2 separate regions of the Mus musculus genome follow, and region 2 is linked to region 1. The links are chromatin contacts, called in public promoter capture Hi-C maps. All regions are on one chromosome and are shown on one strand. Each heading gives the region's core, a stretch centred on a gene start, on an enhancer-like site or on the middle of the called end of the contact. The rest is flanking DNA. Distances are from core to core; before and after follow the strand shown. Region 1 holds the start of Apobec1 (apolipoprotein B mRNA editing enzyme, catalytic polypeptide 1). Region 2 holds the start of Clec4a1 (C-type lectin domain family 4, member a1).

Region 1 (4,493 bases), core at 678-3,177:
GTCCTTTCTTCTCCAGGCTGTGTTTGTTTGTTTGACACAGCAATAGTAAAGCAAAGCAGGACCTTTCTATAAAAGTTATTAAAAGGGAGGCTGGAGAGAAGGCTCAGCAGGTAAGAGGTGACTGTGGCTAAATTTTGTGCACTGGAGTTCAGAACCCAGCAACTATGTAACAAGCCTGGTGTTCTGCAAACACCTCTCACTTTGGTTCTGAGGGGTCCTACACTCTCTTCTGTACACACACACACACACACACACACACACACACACACACACATCTGGACTTTTTGTTTATGTGAGACAGGGTTTCTGTGTAGTCCTGGCCATCCTGGAATTCTCTCAGTAGGCTATGCTGGTCTTGAACTCAGAGATCCGCCTGCTTCTGCCTCCCATGTGCTGGGATTAAAGGCGTGCACCACTATCGCCTAGTTCAAAAATCATTCTTTTTATACATCTGTAATCCCAGCACTTGGGAGACAGAGGTAGGTGGAACTCTGAGTTGAGGCTAGCGTGGTCTATATAGAGAGTTATAGACAGCCAGAGCCACATAAAGAAATCTTGTCTCAAAAAGTAGGAGAAAAGAAGAAGAAAAGAAAAGAAAAGAAGAGGAGAGAAAAATAGTAAAAACCTTGTTGAAAGGATATTGGTGGGGTGGCCCACACCTTTAATCCCAGCACTCAGGAGGCAGAGGCAGGTGGAACTCTGAGTTGAGGCTAGCGTGGTCTATATAGAGAGTTATAGACAGCCAGAGCCACATAAAGAAATCTTGTCTCAAAAAGTAGGAGAAAAAAAGAAGAAAAGAAGAGAAAAATAGTAAAAACCTTGTTGAAAGGATATTGGTGTGGTGGCCCACACCTTTAATCCCAGCACTCAGGAGGCAGAGGCAGGTGGATTTCTGAGTTTGAGCCAGCCTGGTCTATAGAGTGAGTTCCAGGACAGCCAGGGCTACAGAGAAACCCTGTCTGGCGGGGTGGGGGGGGAGAAAGAAAGAAAAAAAGAAAGGAAGGAAGGAAGGAAGGAAGAAAAAAAGAAAGGAAGGAAGGAAGGAAGGAAGAAAGAAAGAAAGAAAGAAAGAAAGAAAGAAAGAAAGAAAGAAAGAAAGAAAGAAAGAAAGAAAGAAAGAGAAGGGACCAGACTGAAGCCATTTTGAATAAAACTTTCATTTTGAACAGAGGTCAAATAAGTTTAAGTTCCCAAGACCTCAGTGTTGAACTGACATCCTGTCTGGCAAGTTGAGACATGATTGCTAGGCAAGTCTCCCACCACAGTCGAATAAACCAAACAGTAGGAACAGGATGAATGTACCACAAAGACAAGTTCCTAGGGAAGACTTCTATCCCTAGATCCTAATTTGTGGGATAACTTGGCAGACTTATTTATTTATTTATTTTTAGATTTTTACACCCTAACATTTGGATACCAAACGCTAACCTACTTGAGCCCTTAAGCTGAATTAGCAGCACCTCGGACTGTTTTTCAGTCATCTGGACTCCCGGAGGTGAGCCTGTATTCTGCTTTCTGGTGGAGCCTCTCTAGGACCCAAGAAAGGAGAAAGTGGACGCAGCACTGCTCCGAGGGTCAGAGGAGGACAGGAGACGGCCCGCTTTTCACTGGTTTCCACTGAGGGAACATTTGCTTCTGGTTCTGGGCATGCTGGATTGCCCATGTCTGTCAGTCTGTGTCTGTGGTTTCATTTAGTTTGAATGTTGCTCTGTGTTTTATATCTGGAAAAACGGGCCAAAGTTCATCTGCTGGTTGTTCACCTCTTAGTATTTACCCATCTCAAGGATTTTCGGGGGGGGGTGTGGGGGGAAGCGGCCGAATCGGGACAACAACAACAATAATAATAACAACAAAAACTGATAAACTGGCACTGTGCCTGCAGCTGAGAGTCCTGCACTGCTGGTAAAGCCCCGCCTCCTGCTCGCCTGATGCAAACCCCTGCCGCCTGATCTAGCTGTTCGAGTTTCTCTAAAAGCGAAACCAGCAGCTCTTAAGCTTTCTGTGGTCAGGAAGCCGGTGCCTACTCCCGCTACAGAACCACGGTGCCCATGAGCGTTGGATTCTGCAGGCAGCAACAGCAAGGCGCTCCTCCCTTGAAATCAGATCAGGAAGAAGTAAGGGAAGTTTTGTCTGTTTTTGAATGTATAAATGTATGTGGCCAGTGCGTGTTTGCTTCTGACTGTTCTGTGTTCTGTATGTATTGGTTATAGATCATTGGCTCATAAGTCGTTGGATATGGTTAAAAATTTTTAGTATCTGTACCAAAAAGTTAACTTAAAACCAGTAACTCAGGGTTGGAGCCATTGTCCAACACATGGGATGGACCAGCCAAGGAAACGGGTCTCCAAAGATACTTTTAAATTGGAATAAGATTTTTATATAATTTCTGATCTGTCTTAAAAACCAAGTTTATAGAAAAAACTAGGAGGTATTTAAGCTGTATCTCCATGCGTTCTTATACAAGAACTTTTCTTGCTGTCAACTAAACTTTGTAACATAAAAATAACCCACTTATAATAACTTATAATAACTAACCCCTTTATAATAAAACACTAAGTTGCTTATACTGTTAAAATTTGGTTTTGTCTTCTAAGAATTACGGTTTGTGCTCCATGTCTTCATTCTTTAAAAAGGTACTTTGTTTTTCAAAAAACACACAATTGAGAGATTTTAAACTACTTTAACGAAAATTTTGGAATTTTACAAAAAATCAAAACTGGACATTTTAAAAACAGCTTTTAAAAAATGTTTTCATTTATAAATCTATGAAACATTTTAAATTTTATCAGATATTTTATTGTAATGTCTTTATTAGTATGTTATCTTTATTAATGCATAAATAAAAGACTAAAAATTAGGGTCACAGCTTAACACCAGAGACTGAAAAATTCCTGTCTTATGAGGCAATAAAACAATGACCATAGTCAGTCTGGTGAAGAACTCGGATACTAAAGTATTATAGCATTAAAAAAAAATTGAGAATCACTGGCTTAAAATTATGTTTCAAGATATAACTTAAAACAAATAGGGCTGGAGAGATGGCTCATCGGTTAAGATCACTGACTGCTCTTCCAGAGGTCCTGAGTTCAGTTCCCAGCAACCACATGGTGGTGGCTCACAACCATCTGTAATGGGATCTGATGTCCTCTTCTGGTGTGTCCGAAGACAGCGACAGTGTACTCATATAAATGAATCTTTAAAAAAAAAAAGAAACAACTTAAAGCAAATAACTAAAAATAGATATTTAACTCAGATACACTTGAGAGATACTATCAGAGAGCTGCTGAATATGGCATTTAAGGTATTTAAACTTACTATGACAGAGACTCTCAGATACTAGTAATGACCCCCGGGGTCTCAAGACAATGGACATAGGAACAAAGGACTCCCCCTGGACTGTGGTCCAGAAGTGGAAGCCTATTGGACAGGGAGGGGCAAGGGAGACAGGCTGGAAACTGGATCCAGAACCTCTTTGATTGGGCCCCTTTGCTGACTGCCATATTTACTACCTGCTCCTCATCGGGCCTTGATTCCCAACTCAGTTAAGCTCGTGGTCCTAAGAACCCAATACAATCCTTTACACCCTGAAACAGATAATCAAGGACTTGAGTGATATACAAACACTAGGAGAAGGAATATAAGAAGGAGCCAACCTGAAGCCATTTTGAGTAAAACTTCCATTTTGAATAGGGGTCAAGTAAAGTTTAAGCTCCCAAGACTTCCCTCGGAGACTGGCATCCTGGTTGGCAGAAAGAGAGATGTATGTGGGTGGCTGGCATCCTGGTTGGCTAGTTGAGACATGAATTCGGGCAAGTCTCCCTATCTACTTGAATAGCCAACTAATGAGAATCGGATAAGTGTGCCACAAAGACATATTCTCTTTCCCTAAATCCGACTGGTGGAATAGGGAGAAGTCCTCTATCCCTAAATCCTGATTGGTGGGATGACTTGGCAGAGACTTAAAACCTGCAACATTCTGGCTCAGGGTTGCAGTTCAGCTCTGGCGGAGTTTGTTCTGGGGCCCTGATCGACCAGTAGTGGTCTGCATACAATACAGTCTTGCCATCTGCTTAAATACTTATTAAAATGCAGATTCAGTCATCCCCTGAGTCTCTGCTGTTGTACCTGATTGGTCAGTTTTTACTGCCTAATTCATATAAAGATCTTGCTTTGTGTGGACTCTTGTTCCTGCTTGGGTTGCTTTTAGATTTTTGGACCTTGACAATGGTTCTTTCCTCTTCTCAGGACTGCCCGTGGTTGATTTGTTCTGCTCCTGGATTCTTCATATTAGCTCTGAGGACATCATGAGCCAGGTATGGTAGTATTTCTCTACCTCCAAACCCTGTGATACCAGAACTTGGGAAGTAGAGAAGAGGGTCAGGAGTTCCAGGCCAGTCTGTGCTACCTATCTGGGACAAAACCAGAAACCACAACAATACTGGCTAGTAAGATACTCAGTGGGCAAGAGGTGATTGCTACTGGGCCTAGTGACC
Region 2 (4,493 bases), core at 733-3,232, 320 kb before region 1:
TATCACTGACAAGAACTCATTAATATTGGTATTTGAGAGACACGAGTGTGTGTGTGTGTGTGTGTGTGTGTGTGTGTGTGTGTGTGTGCCCTTTTATGGAGTTTTAAGGTGTACATGTGTGCACATTTCCCCATATGACTGACATATCACAATCACTTTGTTTGTTTGTTTGTTTGTTTGTTTGTTTGTTTGTTGGGTTTTTTTGGGGGGGTGGTTTCGTTCTTTTGCTTTTTTGGTTTTTTTTTTTTTTCGTTTTTTCGAGACAGGGTTTCTCTGTATAGCCCTGGCTGTCCTGGAACTCACTTTGTAGACCAGGCTGGCCTCGAACTCAGAAATCCACTGCCTCTGCCTCCCGAGTTCTGGAATTAAAGGCGTGTGCCACCACACCCGGCACAATCACTTATTTCTGCTCTGTTATTTTCTGGACATTTTTCTGTCACCATATTTTCTTCTTTAATGTTCTTTATTATGGCTACATAGAACTTTGTTGTATATTGAAATAATCTCCCAAACTGCCTCTAGCATTACTGTGAAGCATGCAAAACTGACTAAGTCTGTATAAGCATACTTCCCATGTTTCTGATATGGTCTAATGTCATCTTTTTAGCTGTCTCTTGATTAGAAACCATTTTCTGAGTTGACAGAGACTGAGGGGGGAAGAGGCATAAAAGAAAGGGAGAAAGAAGAAGAGAGTAGTGGGGAGGAAGAGGCAAATGTCACAGCTGCTTTCACACTTGGTGAACTTAGATGTGTGGTGTGTATGTGTGTGTGAATGTATTTGTGTATGTATGTGTGAGTGCTGGTGTGTATGTGTGTTTGTTTATGTGGGTGTGGGTATGTGTGCATGTATGTGTGAATGCATGTATTGTGTATGCTGGTGTGTGTGTATGCTTCTGTGTGTGTGTATGCATTTGTGTGGAGATATATGAGTGTGTTGGTGTGTGGGTGAGTATGCATTTATGTATGTGTGCACATGTATATTCGTGTGTGTGTGCATTTGTGTGAGGAGTGTGTGTGTGTGTGTATGTGTGTGTGTGTGTGTGTGTGCGTGCGCGCACATGTGTGTAGAAATAGATATGTGCCATGAAAGCAGAAGGGAGGAATATTTCAGAAAGAGGAAGGGATGATCAAGAGAGCAAGGAGAGAGAATGGGATAGGGTTAGGGATGTACACAAGGGATAGTGATGTCTGTATAAAATGCCAAAATGAATCAAATGGTTGGCTTACACGCTAGCTAAAAATTAAATAAAATTCTCTCAGAAATAGTATAGACCCTAGTAACTCTAGCAATAGAACTTATACTCAGCAAGGATGAGGCCCTGCTTCCTGTCCCCAGTATGGGTGGAGAAAGGGACACTGAAACTCCCCTTCAAGATAAAACTATCCCCCAAATATCAATATCTGAAAGTTATGACATGCTGGTAAGTAAACAGAAAACAAAGTAATAGATAACATTATTTTCACAGGTAAAGTATCGTTTTACATACATAAAAAACATGCAGTAGAACTCAAACTTTCTCTAAAGACAGTATCCTGAACTCATTTCTTTGCCCAGTACAAGGCAAAGCCTTTCAAAGCTACTTGACAGACAGTTGAACCTGCTGAATTATCTCCTGTCTCACACCACAGCCTCTGAGACAGCCAGCACCAACATCCCGCAGGCCTTGTTCGTAAACACCTTCTTTCATTTCACCATTAGCTTAGAACACCAGAAAATGATTCACTGTTCTGGGGGTGCAGGAAGGTTTACCTGAAGACGAGTCTGAGACGGTACATGAAGACGAGTCTGAGATGAGGCCTGAGGAAACAGGTTGATTTTTGAAGTTCACGTCAGTATAAATGTTTGGTAATGCCATATTGAGAAGAGACCTGCTTTCTTCAGAGAACCTGTGTCAGTCTTAATACACTTAATATAAACGAGAAATAAACATGGTAAGGATTAATCCAGCATCCAGGATAAGGTGCAGAGACACTTAATGGGCAAGTACCTCTGAGAGTACAGCATGAAAATTTAAAACCACAGGGTGGAACTCTCTGGGCCACAGAGGGCTGATCCCCACAACCAGAAAAAAAAAAAAAAAAAAAAAAAAACAGAATTGCAAGCTTCAAACGCATTTGTCATGGATATGCAAACACTGTGGACACTGTGGCCTGAACAGGGAAGAGGAAGAAAAGTGGCAAGGAAAGGAAAAAGAGGAACCAGGCATTAGAGAAGTTTCCCCTGAAACCGGTGCTCTCAGCACTCCACAGCAGAGTTTGGGCATTTCCACACACAAACGTGATTTCTGCAACCAACATGAGCTAAAGCTGCCTATAGGGAGAAACAACATTCACTCTAGCCAAACAGCCGAGTTCTGACCTCTCCATTCTAAGAGGGTCCTTGACCTTGGCATCTTTCTGGCTCTTCAGAATGTGCACCACTGTAAGACAGGGCAGATTTCCAAAGTCTGCAACCTGTGTTCCTTCATCTTGGGAGTGAGGAGCTCCTAAAAACCAAGCCAAAGCCCTGGGATGGCTCTGGACTTTGTCTTCTGCTGTGTCGAGTTCCCACCTCTTCTAGCAGTTCTTCTGCTTTCTCCAGATTCCCTGGGAGACTCTGGAGGCTGGCAGACTGTGCCTGGCTGTCATCTACCATCTTCACTCATGCTATGTGCTGCTTTTTAGAGTGTGCGCGCACACACACACACTGCCCCGTATGCATGCTCCCTACACAGACCCTGAGATCATTTCTCCCGAGTGTCTCAAGTTTGTTCTATATCTTCTCAGGAACATGAGAAGCTCAAGGCACTGGGAGATTAAACCTTATGTGTCTTACCTACGGAGTCAACACAGTTCTTCACAACTCAGGAATAGGAGGATATGCTTTGTCAAGCTTGGCTGTGAAGCATGGATGCGCACACAATCACATACATGCCTGCAACGCACATACCACAGCATCGAGACGCTGTGGGCTGCAAGGAGCAGGCCCTCCTTCAGTAATGTGGCAAAGTTGCAATTGACAAGAGAAGCCACAGAAAAATTAGATACCTGAGGAGAAAAAGGCCAAATGCTAGGAAATCAGCAGCATTCTTAAAATAGCTGAAGGATCAGAAACAAACATTAGGTCATTTAAACTGAGTGCTGTGAAATAGTTTAAAAGATATCCACATAACTAGCTCAGAATAAACCAATGAACCATCCACCAATCCAAGGGAGGCCCAGCCCCAGGAGAACTCACCAGCAGCCACCCAAGAAGGCAGTGATGGATGGTGAGACACAAGGGGCCTGTGCAGGTACCTGGTGCCAATATGTAGAATTTCTCCAGAGAAAAAGAACCATCCTGGGACCCCACATTCAAGTGCCCAAAACTGTCAACCCAAAGTCACAGCTCTTACCACAAGGGAAGTAAGTAACAGTTTATTCTGGAGTCAAATATGAGTGACACTGATGTGGAGATACAGGGTCCTACTCTTCCCAATGCCGTGTTCTAGTGTGCTGCTGACATTCATAAAGTCTTTATAGTTGTGGAAGGAAGCAGAGGCAGTAATTGTCCCCAATGAGAGTAACTTGGAAGAAATGTAAGAACGTTGCAAAAGAATTCAAAAGTGAGTTCAAACAATTCAAAAGAATGATAATGATTATGCTCCCAAAAGTCAGCCTAGCATTAGAACGGCACTACCCATAAATCTCCCCCTTAATGGAGACATCTCTAGAGCAGGACATCCTCCCTGCCTCTGTGTCTCTGAAACAACATTCTTCCTGATAAGCTGCCAAACTCTCCAGATGCCTGTCCTTGAGACCTTAAAGAAATAACAAACTCAAAGGAGATTAGGGCCCCACATTTAAATCATGAAGGAAAGGTAATCAGAGAGCACAGACAGTTACAACCGGCCATAAAATTAGTCCCTGAACAGACACACATTAACCGCCCCCCCTTCCCGGCTTCAGTTCCATCCCACCAAATGATTACAGCCCTCCTCTCCCCTTTTCTGTGAACATTCAGGAGATTCCTAACTGTACTGTATATAAACCCAGTGTTTTCCAGACTCAGGCATCCCTTGCCAGCATTCACCCTGTGAGTGTGAGGCATGTGATCCGAGTTCAAACTTGAAACAAGAAGATTTTTGCAAATTGCAGCAGAGTTTGAAATTCTTGGGCTTTGGGTTTCCCATGATTCAAGACATAGCAAGTACATACCATACGTGACTTTCTGGGTCTAGGTTACCTCCCTCAGGATGATATCTTCTAGCTCCATCCATGTGCATGCAAATGTCATGATGTCCTTGGCTTTTTTTGTTTTGTTTTGTTGTGGTAGTGGTTGGTTGGTTGGTTGGTTGGTTGGTTTTTTCGAGACAGGGTTTCTCTGTATATCCCTGGCTGTCCTGGAACTCACTTTGTAGACCAGGCTGGCCTCGAACTCAGAGATCTGCCTGCCTCTGCCTCCCAAGTGCTGGAATTAAAGGTGTGCGCCACCACTGCCCAGCTGTCCTTGTTTTTAATAGTTGATTAGTATT

Evidence for each region. Promoter capture Hi-C pulls out the DNA fragments that hold promoters and counts their contacts.
Region 2: a contact with region 1 is called in a promoter capture Hi-C map of the C10 cell line, with 2.3 times the contacts expected there. The contact joins the promoter of Clec4a1 here to the promoter of Apobec1 in region 1. A contact is called at or near these places in 1 of 39 promoter capture datasets (the C10 cell line) and 2 of 115 datasets of contacts at active chromatin or transcription factors (both in embryonic stem cells).

Annotation. Positions count from the first base shown.
Region 1 is chr6:122,599,878-122,604,370 of GRCm38.p6, reverse strand. Apobec1 (apolipoprotein B mRNA editing enzyme, catalytic polypeptide 1) reads left to right here and starts at 1,927. Exons shown (of 8, transcript NM_001134391.1): 1 at 1,927-2,114; 2 at 4,246-4,313.
Region 2 is chr6:122,919,337-122,923,829 of GRCm38.p6, reverse strand. It overlaps Clec4a1 (C-type lectin domain family 4, member a1), which reads right to left and starts at 1,982. Exons shown (of 6, transcript NM_199311.2): 1 at 1,751-1,982. The coding sequence starts at 1,856.